Linked DNA regions of Sus scrofa: region 1 is linked to region 2. Evidence: chromatin contacts called from public Hi-C data. All regions are on one chromosome and are shown on one strand. Each heading gives the region's core, a stretch centred on a gene start, on an enhancer-like site or on the middle of the called end of the contact. The rest is flanking DNA. Distances are from core to core; before and after follow the strand shown.

The links. Hi-C and Micro-C count contacts between places; a contact is called where the count stands out from the background.
Region 1: a contact with region 2 is called in a Hi-C map of skeletal muscle, with 2.1 times the contacts expected there. The contact joins the promoter of ME3 here to the enhancer-like site in region 2. A contact is called at or near these places in 3 of 47 Hi-C or Micro-C datasets (embryonic fibroblasts, heart right ventricle and skeletal muscle) and 1 of 2 datasets of contacts at active chromatin or transcription factors (skeletal muscle).

What each region holds. Positions count from the first base shown.
Region 1 is chr9:20,486,346-20,491,694 of Sscrofa11.1, forward strand. It overlaps ME3 (malic enzyme 3), which reads right to left and starts at 2,670. Exons shown (of 16, transcript NM_001244258.1): 1 at 2,612-2,670; 2 at 2,111-2,308. The coding sequence starts at 2,293.
Region 2 is chr9:20,449,170-20,455,059 of Sscrofa11.1, forward strand. All of the region lies in intron 2 of ME3 (malic enzyme 3), which reads right to left. Among named protein-coding and RNA genes, the nearest start is that of ME3, 37 kb to the right of the region's middle. Within about 2 kb of position 2,147, at least 10 of the 83 cell types and tissues checked have an H3K27ac peak or open chromatin away from gene starts, as enhancers often do. A contact at or near this core is called in skeletal muscle, where this site is marked.

The DNA.
Region 1 (5,349 bases), core at 1,420-3,919, 38 kb after region 2:
ACCCCAGATATCCCCTCTCCCTGACAAGCATCAGCTGACCTCAGGGATATACAAAAAAATCTTTAACGTCATGACAAGGTCAGGTCCCCTAGATTTATGGGCAGTGTCCGTTTGTACTATTTAGGAGGAGAAATTTTCCATCAAGGACAAGGGACAAGGGCTTTTAGGGAACCATAAACCTAGGGTAGAAAAGACAAAGCTTTCAAGGCCCTCTTTTACTTTTTAACTACTCATAGAGCATTAAGTGCCAATACTTCTAAAGCAATTAGAACAATCAGAGTCTGTGGTGGGGCTTCATTATTTTGCTTTCCAGCGTCCATTCCTCCTGCCTCCGATAACAAATACAGATTTACTTGGGGAAGGGGGATGAACCACATCCCCTTTATTCTAAACCAGGTGGAATGGGTGCCCCTAACCTAAACACTATCTTTCAATCCAGGGGGGAGCCCTGATGGCTTAAGTGATGGTGGTCGGTTTGGAGAATGGATGGAAAGGAATCCAATCAGAGTCCATGAGACAGAAAGAATATTTTTCTGAGACCTCAGAGAAAGTGTCCCTTTTCTTCCACAAGGGTTATCAGAAGAACGTGTCCTTCTATCCCTGGATGGTGTGGGGTGAGAAAAAGTGAAGGGGACTGTGGCAGCATGGAGGTGAAAGACTCTCCTGGATGGAGCATGAGGATGAAGCTGAGTAGAGAGCCAGAGAGAATGTGCATCCTGAGAGATGCCACCCAGACTGCTGAGTCAAACTCACCTGCAACCCCTCCTTCCTCTAAATAGTGAGTTGAAGAAGGCTTTTATTGGCTAAGCCAGTTTGAGTTCATTTTGCTAACACTTTTACCAAAGCAAATTTAAATTCATAAAACACCCCACCCATTCCAAAGTTGTAATATACATAGGATTTAGGGTTCCTTTTTTGGGAGGAAGCAGGGGGCACTGTGTGATAGGTGGAGGTTGAGAGAAAAAAATTCCTTTCTCAGCCTCTTCTATTAATTCTGCAGGAAACAGTCACATACTGAACATTGACATAATTGTCCCTATTTCTCAAAAACACCTTTTCCACAAGAACTTCCGCCCTTGACTTTCACAATCCTAATTCAAAGAAATTATTACAGTTCTTATTTTGTAGTAATTATTTATTTACCAAGCACTTTATATAGTTTAAAATATGATTTCAAATTCAGTAATTCATTTGACTGTCATAATAACTGAATGTGGTAGGAATGGTGGGTTTGTCTAACATCCACCTTAAGCAACAGAAAGTGGCACTCAGAGAAATTGAGATGCCCAAGCTAACTTGAGGAGGTGCCCGGAGACAGGCGTCAAGTCTCTGGCTTCCTGGGTTTTTAACACCCGTGATACTAAACTTGACTCTCAGGAACAAACGTGTGTGCTCTTAGGCACTGCTAACAAGCAGTGAGCTGAACTTGACCCAAGCACCAGAGATCCAGCCCCAGATTTCAGCGGCAGAGCCAAAACTAGCTGGTGACCTTGGGCAAGTTCCCTTTGTCTTGTTTTCTCATTTGTAAAAGGAGAGGTTTGAATTAGCATATCTGATGCCCCTTCAAGGTCTAAACGTTCTTATAATTCTAGACTTTTTGGTCTCTGCTCAAATCAACCTTTTTCTCAGAATAATTACAATTTTAGCTGACATGTGCTCCCACGGGGTGTCAGATACTGTGCTAAGGACTCTGCCTCCATTTTCTCTTGAAAGCTCACAATGCTGCTGAGACAACTGCTTCCGCTTTTACGGAGGGGGAACTTGGCCTGACAGTGATTAAATGAACTGCCCAAGAGCAACAGAATCACTAAGCATCAAGGGGAGATCCGACCCCACGTCGGACTGGTCATGAGGACCTTAACCCCGTCTGTATGTTTGAAGAAATTGGGCTCCCTGCGTTACTGATCACCTCTTTCCAGGGAGAAGAGGAGTGGTTAAAAAATAAAGGAAGAAATACAAGCCAAACCGAGTTACTGCAAGCTTCCCCCGGCAAAAATGGAAAGCCACTGGAAGGGCGGCTGGGAGGATCCTTCCCGGGCCCAGGGGGCGGGGCGCCCTCCGGCCGGCGCTGGATAGCGGCTTGGGCCATCCCACCCTCCGGGACCGTTACCTTGTTGAGATGCGGATTCCTGGTGACATCGTATCCGCGCTTCTTCAGGGGCACAGGACGCGGCAGGCCCGTCTTGGAGTGGCAGCCTCGGGCGGGCGCGGGGGGTGCCCAGCGCCGGACGGCGCCGCAGGCCTGGCGGGGCAGGAGAGCCACCCGCGCGCCGCTGCCCAGCGACGCACCCATGGTCCTTGCGCAGACCTGCCACGGGGAGAAACCAAGGTCAGGGGCGCCGCCCGGCCAGCCGGGACCTACGCGCGTCGAGGGGCACAGAGTCTCAGCCAGGGATGCGTCCGCAGGGTTCAAGCCGCGCAGCCCCTGCCCCTCCCCCGCGGCCACCTGCGCGACTCCCTCCCGGCGCTTGCGGCGCGCAGGCCTCGCCAAGCCCCGGGCAAAGCGAAAGCAAGCTCAGGAAGTAGATCCCGTGCGGGCAATAGCCCGCGCCACCTCTGCCCCAGTCCCCGAGAGAAAAAGCGGCGACTGCGCGGCAAGGATTCCCCGCACCTCCAATCCCGATCGGTGGCGGTGGCGCGCCTGGGTCTCTGGCTTCCCCAGCCCACCTGTGCTGCGCCCGGAGCTGAGTCTACGCGACCCGGCTGCGGGGCAGGCGGGGCGAGGCGCTGCGGGGCCGTTTCCCTCCTGCCAATGAATGTACCGCGCCCGAGGCCGCGAGAGCGCGAGGCTGGTGCTTTATGGAAAGAGAGGTCCGGAAACCTTTGTTCGCAATGCGGGGTTTCCCTCAGGGTGCGCGTGGAGAGCCTCACAGCTAGGTGCAGTGCCTCCGCGGTGCCAAAATGAACCTCAGGATGCCACCCCTCCAACTCCCAACCTCTCCACTTGACAAGCCAAATGCACAGAGGGGGCTTGGCATTTAGGGGTCAATAACCCCTTTTACAATCCCACCCTTTGGAGAAGGCCCTGGCTTCTGGGTAAGGAGTAGAAACCGTCAGGCACCCAGGGCTTAGTGTTGTGTTGTGTTGTCAGGTTCAATAGCCATTAGCCACTCGCGTCTCTATATATTTACCCAAGTCCATTTAAATGGAATAAAATTTAAACTCCACGTCCTCAGTTAAACCAGCAACAAAGCAGGTACTCGAGATCCACCTGAGCTTTGGGTTAGGCCAGCACAGGTGTGGAACATTTCTATCCTTACTGAAAGTTCTATGGGACATCAATGATATAGGGTCCACAGTCCTGGGGACCCCAGGAGCATGACATGGGTTGTTGGGACCAGGCAAGAACCTTGGAGTCCATCTAATCCTGAACCTAATTTTACACTTTTTCCACACAGTAGCCAGGAAATTCCTATTAAAGCAAACATTTAATTGCATGTGGAATAAAATCCAAATTCTTTTTGGGGTCTGCTAGTTATCCCATAGCCTGGTCCCTGCCAACTTCTTCAGGCTCATCCCACTCCAGTCTCCCTCTCACTGATCTCTAGCCACGCTTGCCCCTTTCTGTGTTTCCACCCCAACCACAACTCTCTCAGCTCAGGGCCTTTGCACTTGCTATTGCCTCTGTTTGGCACACTCCGCCCATGCTCTCAGATCTCCACTAAGTTGTCAGCTTGAAGGTTTTTCCTCCACCCAGTCCAATGTCAGCCTCCACTAGGGATTATGTGGTGAAGGACTTTTCTGTTTGCAAAACTCAACACAACCAGTAATCGGCTCATTTTCTAATCATTGTTGACTGTCTCCCCCTAAAATGTAAGCATCATGAGGAAAGTCTCTTTGCTTGTAAACCCCTGTATCCTCACTCTCTAGCTTAATGACTGGTACATAGTTGCACAATAAATAGATGTTGGGTGAATGAAGGAAATGACAGCCACTTTCATAAGGACTATGAACCCTCAGACTGACTGCCAGACAGATGGCAGGGTCCTCTACTGACTTCCCTGCTCACCTCCCACGCAAGCAGCCTTCAGCGTGTGCGCAAAGTACACAGCAGACATTGTGCTGCTGGGAACTGCCTCTGCCTGGATCAGGATTCCGATCCTTTGACACAATCATCGCCTCCTTCTTTCTCTCCCCTTACCAGTCCCATCTCCAATTTGCAGCCCAATTATCTACCTAAAAGCACATTCCAAAACAGAATTGAAATTACCTGGTGGGGGAATGCAGGGGGCGGGGGCAGCACAGATTTCCAGGCCCCAGCCACAGAGAATCCATTTCAGTAGGGTTCAAATGCCTAAAGTCTGGTTTACTCTTGGTCATTTACATAAACACATAAATGATCTTTTTTTTTTTTTTCCTAAACCAGTTTGAGTCAGAATTTTGATTGCTTGCAACTGGAGGTATTAACTGATATTTTCCTCTCAACACCATTTTTATATTTGTTAATCTTCCCACCAGTGGACACATCTTGAGGTTAGAGTATGTGTGTGTGTGTGTGTGTGTGTGTGTGTTGTGTGTGTGTGCACACGTCCGTCTTTGGTACCTGGCACATAACAAATAGTCAAAAACTGTGGGTCTGCCTTTCCTCGATTCAATGATCTTTCTCACCTGGAGGACATTTAATAGGTAACTTCAGTCATCTGAAACTCAACTAGAAACCAGGATGTAAACAAAGCTTCCCCAAAAAGTCAATATAATTTTTATACCATCTATTCACCAAAGCACACACAGCTTGCATCTAAGATTCTCTCATGTGGCTCCACCTGTGGCCTATGTTGTCTTAACCCAGACACAAGTCTAGCAATATTGTTCTTCTTTCCTGTGTGTTTGATCCTTGGCCAAATTAAGGAAAGGTGCTAAAGGCAGGTTCACCAGGTGTAGCAGCAGAAGGCAGTGGAGAGAGGAGGTGGCTGCTCTGTTCTCCAGAGCCCATCAGGGATCCGAGTTGGATTCTTTCAGTGTTGTCTCCTCTCCACTGAAGCATGAATGACTACATCAGCACCCCAGCTGGTGGCAAGGGAGACGAGGAAGTGGAGGGCACTCCTTTAGGGAAATGATATAGAAGTGGCACGCGTTACTTCTCCTCACATTCTGCTGCTGAAACCTCAGTCACATCAGCTACTTGCAAGCCAGGAAGTAGTGTCTCTGGCAGGAAAGGCGTGTGTGCTCTCCGCTAAGGCTCAGTGCGGAAGTCTACCACTAAAAGGAGGAAGCAGAAAATAGGTCCTGGGGACCAGTAACTACCAATCTGGACATAACAGGCATTTTATTTAATGTGCTTGGCATGGAGTGGATGCTCAGAAACTGGTACCGATTATTATTGGCGTGGATGGTTTCCATCTCTGGTTT
Region 2 (5,890 bases), core at 897-3,396:
CAATACCATGGCGGTAAGAATCCAGACCCTGGAACAAAACTGTCCAAGTTCAAAGTCTGGTTCTACCTATCAGCTGCGTGTAACCTTGAGTAAGTTATGTAACTTCTCTGTGCCTCCTTTTAATTATGTATACAATGGGAAAAATATACAAGGGGGTGGTGAGGATTAAATGGAGAGACATGATTACATCTCAGAACAGCCGCCCCACAGCAGTGCTAGGTAAGTGCCTGCTATTACCGTTAACCGCGGTAAGTGCTGCGGAGAAAAGACACAGAGTACCTACCGTAAAGATACGACGGATGGGTGACACTGAGCGCATCAAGGAGTTCAGGGAAGGTTTCTGCTGCTAGTTATTACTTTATCATCCTCCAAACCTACTCCTCTAATGGTGTGTGCTGTGACTTGCGGGCGGGTGCTCTGAGAAACACATTTTTGCTTTGCAGATTGCCTTTATGGTGGGCTCTAGCAAGAGGGTAGGATGGAGGGAGACGGAACGCCTGGTGGGAGAGAAGACGCTGTTCCTTCCTGTCTACCCTGGAGTGACCTCTGGAGGCCTCACATACCCTGGGTGGGACCAGGGCAAAGTCATGGCTTCTTCACCTGGGCAGCAGCAGTTCCTTCCCATGAGAGCAGCTCGGGAGAGTGTGTGGTTTTCCTGCCGCCCGTAGAAGCAGCTTCATCACCCCCAGCCTCTGAGACAGCAGCACCCGCCACTCATGCCCCCTCCTCAGAGGTCTGGGTTGCGGGCCCTCGGCTCTACCCCTTCTTTAAGCTGCCAAGTTGTAATCACTCCAACGTGTGTTCCTGGAGTCCCGGAGGTGGTGGCTACAGTTCTTACCTCTGTGATGCCAAAGAGCAGAGGTGGTCAAGCTTTTTCTGTCAAGGCTAGATAGTAAATATTTCCAACTTTGTGGGTCACGTGCTAGTTTTTGGGTTTTTCTTTTTAAATAACCTTTTACAAAGGTAAATCCCATTCTTCGCTCATTGGTCACCCAAAACCGACCCTGAGCTAGATTTTGTCCCTGGGCTGTAGTTTCCAAGCTCTCTTCTGCTCTCTAGTCCATCCTTTCTGTTATCCAGTTATTAATTTGGCACTTATTTGATAATGTGTTATATTATAGCCCCTTGGTTCAAATGACTGATATGGTTTCAGTCTGCTGCCTGGCCCCTGACCTTGAGACTTTCCTTGGAATCTGAAGGAAGAGGTTAAAGGGCATTTGGAGGCTTTGGAGTGAGGAGTGGGAGGCAGGGTTCCAGGGGAGAGAAGCACGGGTGCAAGTGCCCTGCAGTGGGAGGAGCATGGGCCCCTCAAGAACCGCCATGGTCAGAACAGACTGACCACAGGTAGCATGGAGTCAGCCTAGGCAAGACCCATGTGCCATGTCAAAGTGTGGGTTCTCTATTCCAAATAGTTCTGGAAAGCCACTGAGGGACTTAAAGAAAATGGGTTACAGTCTCCTACTTGCATTTTGAAAATATCTACATGGGTAACATAGAGTGTGGCAAGTATTAAATGATCCACCCTTTACAAAACAACTTGTATAAATCAAAGAAATGCTCAACAAACTTCAGTCTTTAGCGTCTCTCCCCTTTCTGCAACTTGGCTACCAGGACTCTTGCTGGATTTCCAACAAAATTGTGAGCAAAGCTGTTTACTCTTTGTGATTTTCAACTTTGGCAGGACAACTCTTTAAGCTGTGAAAGTTTCTACTGCCCATGTGCGTACAGATATTAAGTGTATCATTTCTTTATTCTTGCCTTGCCTGACACCACAAATATGATTTTTCAATCAGACACACAGGAAAATTACCAAAGTTTGGAGTATCATGGACACAGCCATTTGGCAAGTACATTCTTGGCAGCTTTTCTGCTGACTTGTGAAGTCTGCTCCCTCTCCTCACTCTGAGGGATTTAGTATCAACCTCAAAATCACAACCCTCAGGACCCAGTGAATCTCCTTAACGCTTTTCTGCCAGGGCCGTTCTCACCAGCAGCAGACGCCTGTGTACCTGCACCAGAGGAAAAGCACAGACAGCTAACCCTGCGGGAAGAGGTCAAGAGACCTGCCAGGAAAGGGTGGCTTTGGGGACATCCAACACGAGCACATCCCTTTCAGATATGAAAGCAGGACGGCTTGTGCAATGAATGAACATGAAAACATTACCCTTTCCAGGGCTGACCCACGCCTCCAGCTGAAGTCCTCCCCCCACCTCCCATCCTCTTCACGCGCCGTCACCACGTGCCATTGCTCTACAGCCTGGCAGGTTATCAGAGGATCACTACAGGCCCCGCACTCCAGAGCATAGCATTTTATGGGGAAGGTGGGAGACACGTTCCGGGGGCTGGCGTCTGACACTCTAAGGGAGTTTACACTCCATTTGGAGAGTTGGGATTTAAACACACAGAGCAACTGCCAGCCAGCACATAAGAGTCAACCCCTTACTCCCACAATGATCCTCATGGGCAATTAGTGTGACGGTTTGGTTCCCAGCCTTGGTTGAACTCTGCTGCCTCTGCCCCCACACATCCATCTCTCTTCCTGGTACTGGGGGGATGACTAGAATGCCTACCCCAGTACAGCAGACATTTTTAGCTCCAGCCTCATGTCTAAGATGCTGTTTCTGTCTTTCCTAAGCAGTGGTTCTCAATTTTGTCTGCACACTTGAATTACCCGGGGAGGTTTAAAATATTCTAACGCATAGGTCATACCTCTAGACAAATATTTTTCAGAATCCCTGGAGGTGGGACCCATTGTTAGCATTTTTTTTTTAAGTTTAGCTCTTATTAATTTATTTCACTGTTTCTTTTTTAAATTAAAAAAAATTTAATTACTCAATGAATTTTATTACATGTATAGTTGTACAACAATCATCATCACTGTTTAGTATTTTTAAAAATTCTCTAAGTTGGAGTTCCTATTGTGGCGCCGCAGAAACAAATCTGACTAGGAACCATGAGGTTGCGGGTTCAATCCCTGGCCTTGCTCCATGGGTTAAGGATCTAGTGTTGCCGTGAGCTGTGGTGTAGGTCACAGATGCAGCTCGGATCCCGAGTTGCTGTGGTTGTAGTGTAGGCTGGCAGATGTAGCTCCGATGTGACCCCTAGCCCACGAACCTCCATATGTTGCAGGTGCAGCCCTAAAAAGACCAAAAAAAAAAAAAAAATTCTCTACGTGATTATAAAGTGCAGTCAGGCCATGAACCAGTGTCCTACAGCAGGTCTACCCCTGCACTCAGAACTATTTGAATACAGGGCTTACTCCTTGATTGGAGATCAGGTCTACCTGGAAGTCTTAATAATTTTTCTGTTCTGGTTGCCTGCCTAGGATCCCAGCTCCTTTCTAGGTAATGAGTTAGGTAACCAAGACAGAAGGTGGAAATACTGACTAAGCCATTGGATTTATCCCTCCACTGTGTGGACTTTGACTAAATTATGGGCTTCTGAGCCGCAGCATAACTGTCTTCCTTATGCAAAGCTCTCTATGATGAGAGAGGAGACATTTCACGTGGAGAGAAGCTTCTAAATCTACTATTTCTCAGTGGCAAGTACGGGGCGAAAAAAAAAAAAAATCAAACAAGGATGACGGCTGTCCTCTGATTAGCCGGGGGGAGGAGCCAGGTCCCCTTTCTTCCCTGATGTTCTCCATTAACAGACTCAATTAAAGCACCGCTGCAGAAACACCAGTGGGTCACGTATTATACCCTTTGCTCCTGCAGGAGCTAACGGGTGATACAGAGAATTCAATGGGCCTGACTGATGATCTGTCTTTTGGGGGAAAGTAAACCCGAGCCTGGAAACCAGAGCCCTACTATCTTTCTCACAGGGGTCATGAGAACGTCTGGCATCTCGAGTTCATGTCCCTGAACTTGTATTCCTTTGTCATAACATTCAGAGCAGCTGGACTATTCCCGGAGGCATGGCTTTGTCTAACACACTTGGAGAGAAAGATGTAGGGCTCATACTCATTCATTTGTTTTCTTAAAGAAGCCCTTCACTTTAGAAAACAGTTTTTTTACAACCGAGGGATACACTCTAAAGCTGAAGAAACAAGGCTGACCAAATGCCAAGTTTTAGACAAGACCCCCTCCCCCACCCTCATGGATAAAGGACCCCCATTTCCTGTTGCCCAGTGGAACTGGTATTCTTACACTGGCTGCAACTTCCCTTATCAGCTGGAGCCTCAGGCACCATTATGAAGATAAACCACTTAAGGAGTTCGTTTTCCTTTACAGAAAGAATACTGGCCAGTCTACACTGTCTTCCAATGCTAGAGTCAGTTCTTCCTCTGCTGGGTCTCTGTGGCACCCTGGGTTTCCAATGTCATTTCTAGAGGTCAAACGTGACTCACTGGACACAGGGTTAGGGTGTCTGAAGTTCTGAGCAAAGCAATCATTCTTACCTAAGAAGGCAGCCTGCAGAAATTACCTTGCTGGCTGGGCTTACCCTCTCCCCTCCCCACTGCCAAGCACCTCCCCAGCCAGCGTTGATGGGAGAGGAATTGTGATTGAAGTTGCAAGTGAATAGCAATCTAAATCTGAACTGCTGAGATTTATTCTGCTAAACCTACACCAGGACAATGAGGCAGCATGAAGCACGCAGAAGCGGAAACTGCGTCTAAAAAAACGCCCACACGGTCGTTGGTCTCAGAGCTGTGGAACCCGGGGAACTTCAGAAGGGCCGTAAACAATGGCGTGCAATAAAGACCTAAATCCCCCAATGACCCTTTCATTGCTTTGATCTGTTTTCTGTACAGGGTTTCCCCAAAGAGTTCTTTGAACGAGGAGAGTTTGCGGCCATGCTAGTAGCATATGAACAAAAGGGTTGAGCTGCATGGATTCCCCTCTGTTATTAATAAAGGGAAAGGAACAAGCAGGAGAAGTGTGGGTGTCTGGTCACAAGGCCCTGAGAACATGTGTTTGAAGTGTTTTACAAATGCAGCCAGGCTTTGCAGGCTCAGGCCTCCTACCCCAGGGGCCTGGGCTGGACCCCTGAGTTGGTTCATCCTCAGAGCCACTCCGGCATCCCTCACAAAATGCCATGGATTGCGCTGTCTCCGGGTTTCTCTGAAAGAGGCCACTGGGCAAGAGTTTCTGGCCTTTTCTGTACTAGAGCATTTACATAGTGTCTTGGTCCTTTCCACACAAGCTTCCAAGCCCAAAAGCAACATTACGATTTTAGGGGGAAAAAAAAAAATCTCCAGCAGTGTTTACCTCAAATAAGTCCAAATGCCAAGAAAAATCAACAGATTTCATCAAGTCAGGCATGTGGCCTGGAGGAAACACACTTCTTGGTCTCTTGCTCAGAATACCAACCTCCAGCATTTCTGCTCAGAAACTGTTGTTCTTTCTGGAATAACCATGTGAATAAGTTTGAGTAATCCGCTGGAGACCCAAGTCAGGATTTTCAAAGGGTTTTTCAGGCCCAGGTCAGTGCCTGTGCAGGGCTGCACGAGTTTGGAAGCAACGGGGAGACGGTGGAGGCTTGAGAGGAAGAGACAGTTGAACAGGAGCCCCTGAGGGAGACGGATCCAGGGCTACCTGGAACCTGGAAAGGGGTGGGGCCACAGTCTGCAGGCATTTCGAAGATGCTGGTAGATGCCTCCGTTCCCACATGGGTGGCCAGGATGGTGGGAAGGGCTTGACTGGACAATCCGCTGGAGAAGACAGACTGACCGAGTCATAGATGAGCCCAGGTCACTGTGGCCTGGGAAAAAGAACAGCTGGTTTGGGGGAAAGATGCTATGTACTGAATTGCAGGCATGAGGCAGCATGAAACGCTTAACAAGCAATTTGAATGCGGTGGTCCTGGGGCGTGGCTTGGGGAGATAAAGCAACGTGCCGAAGGTCACGTGACCAGGAAAAGACAGACCTTGGATTTGAACCCAGGGATT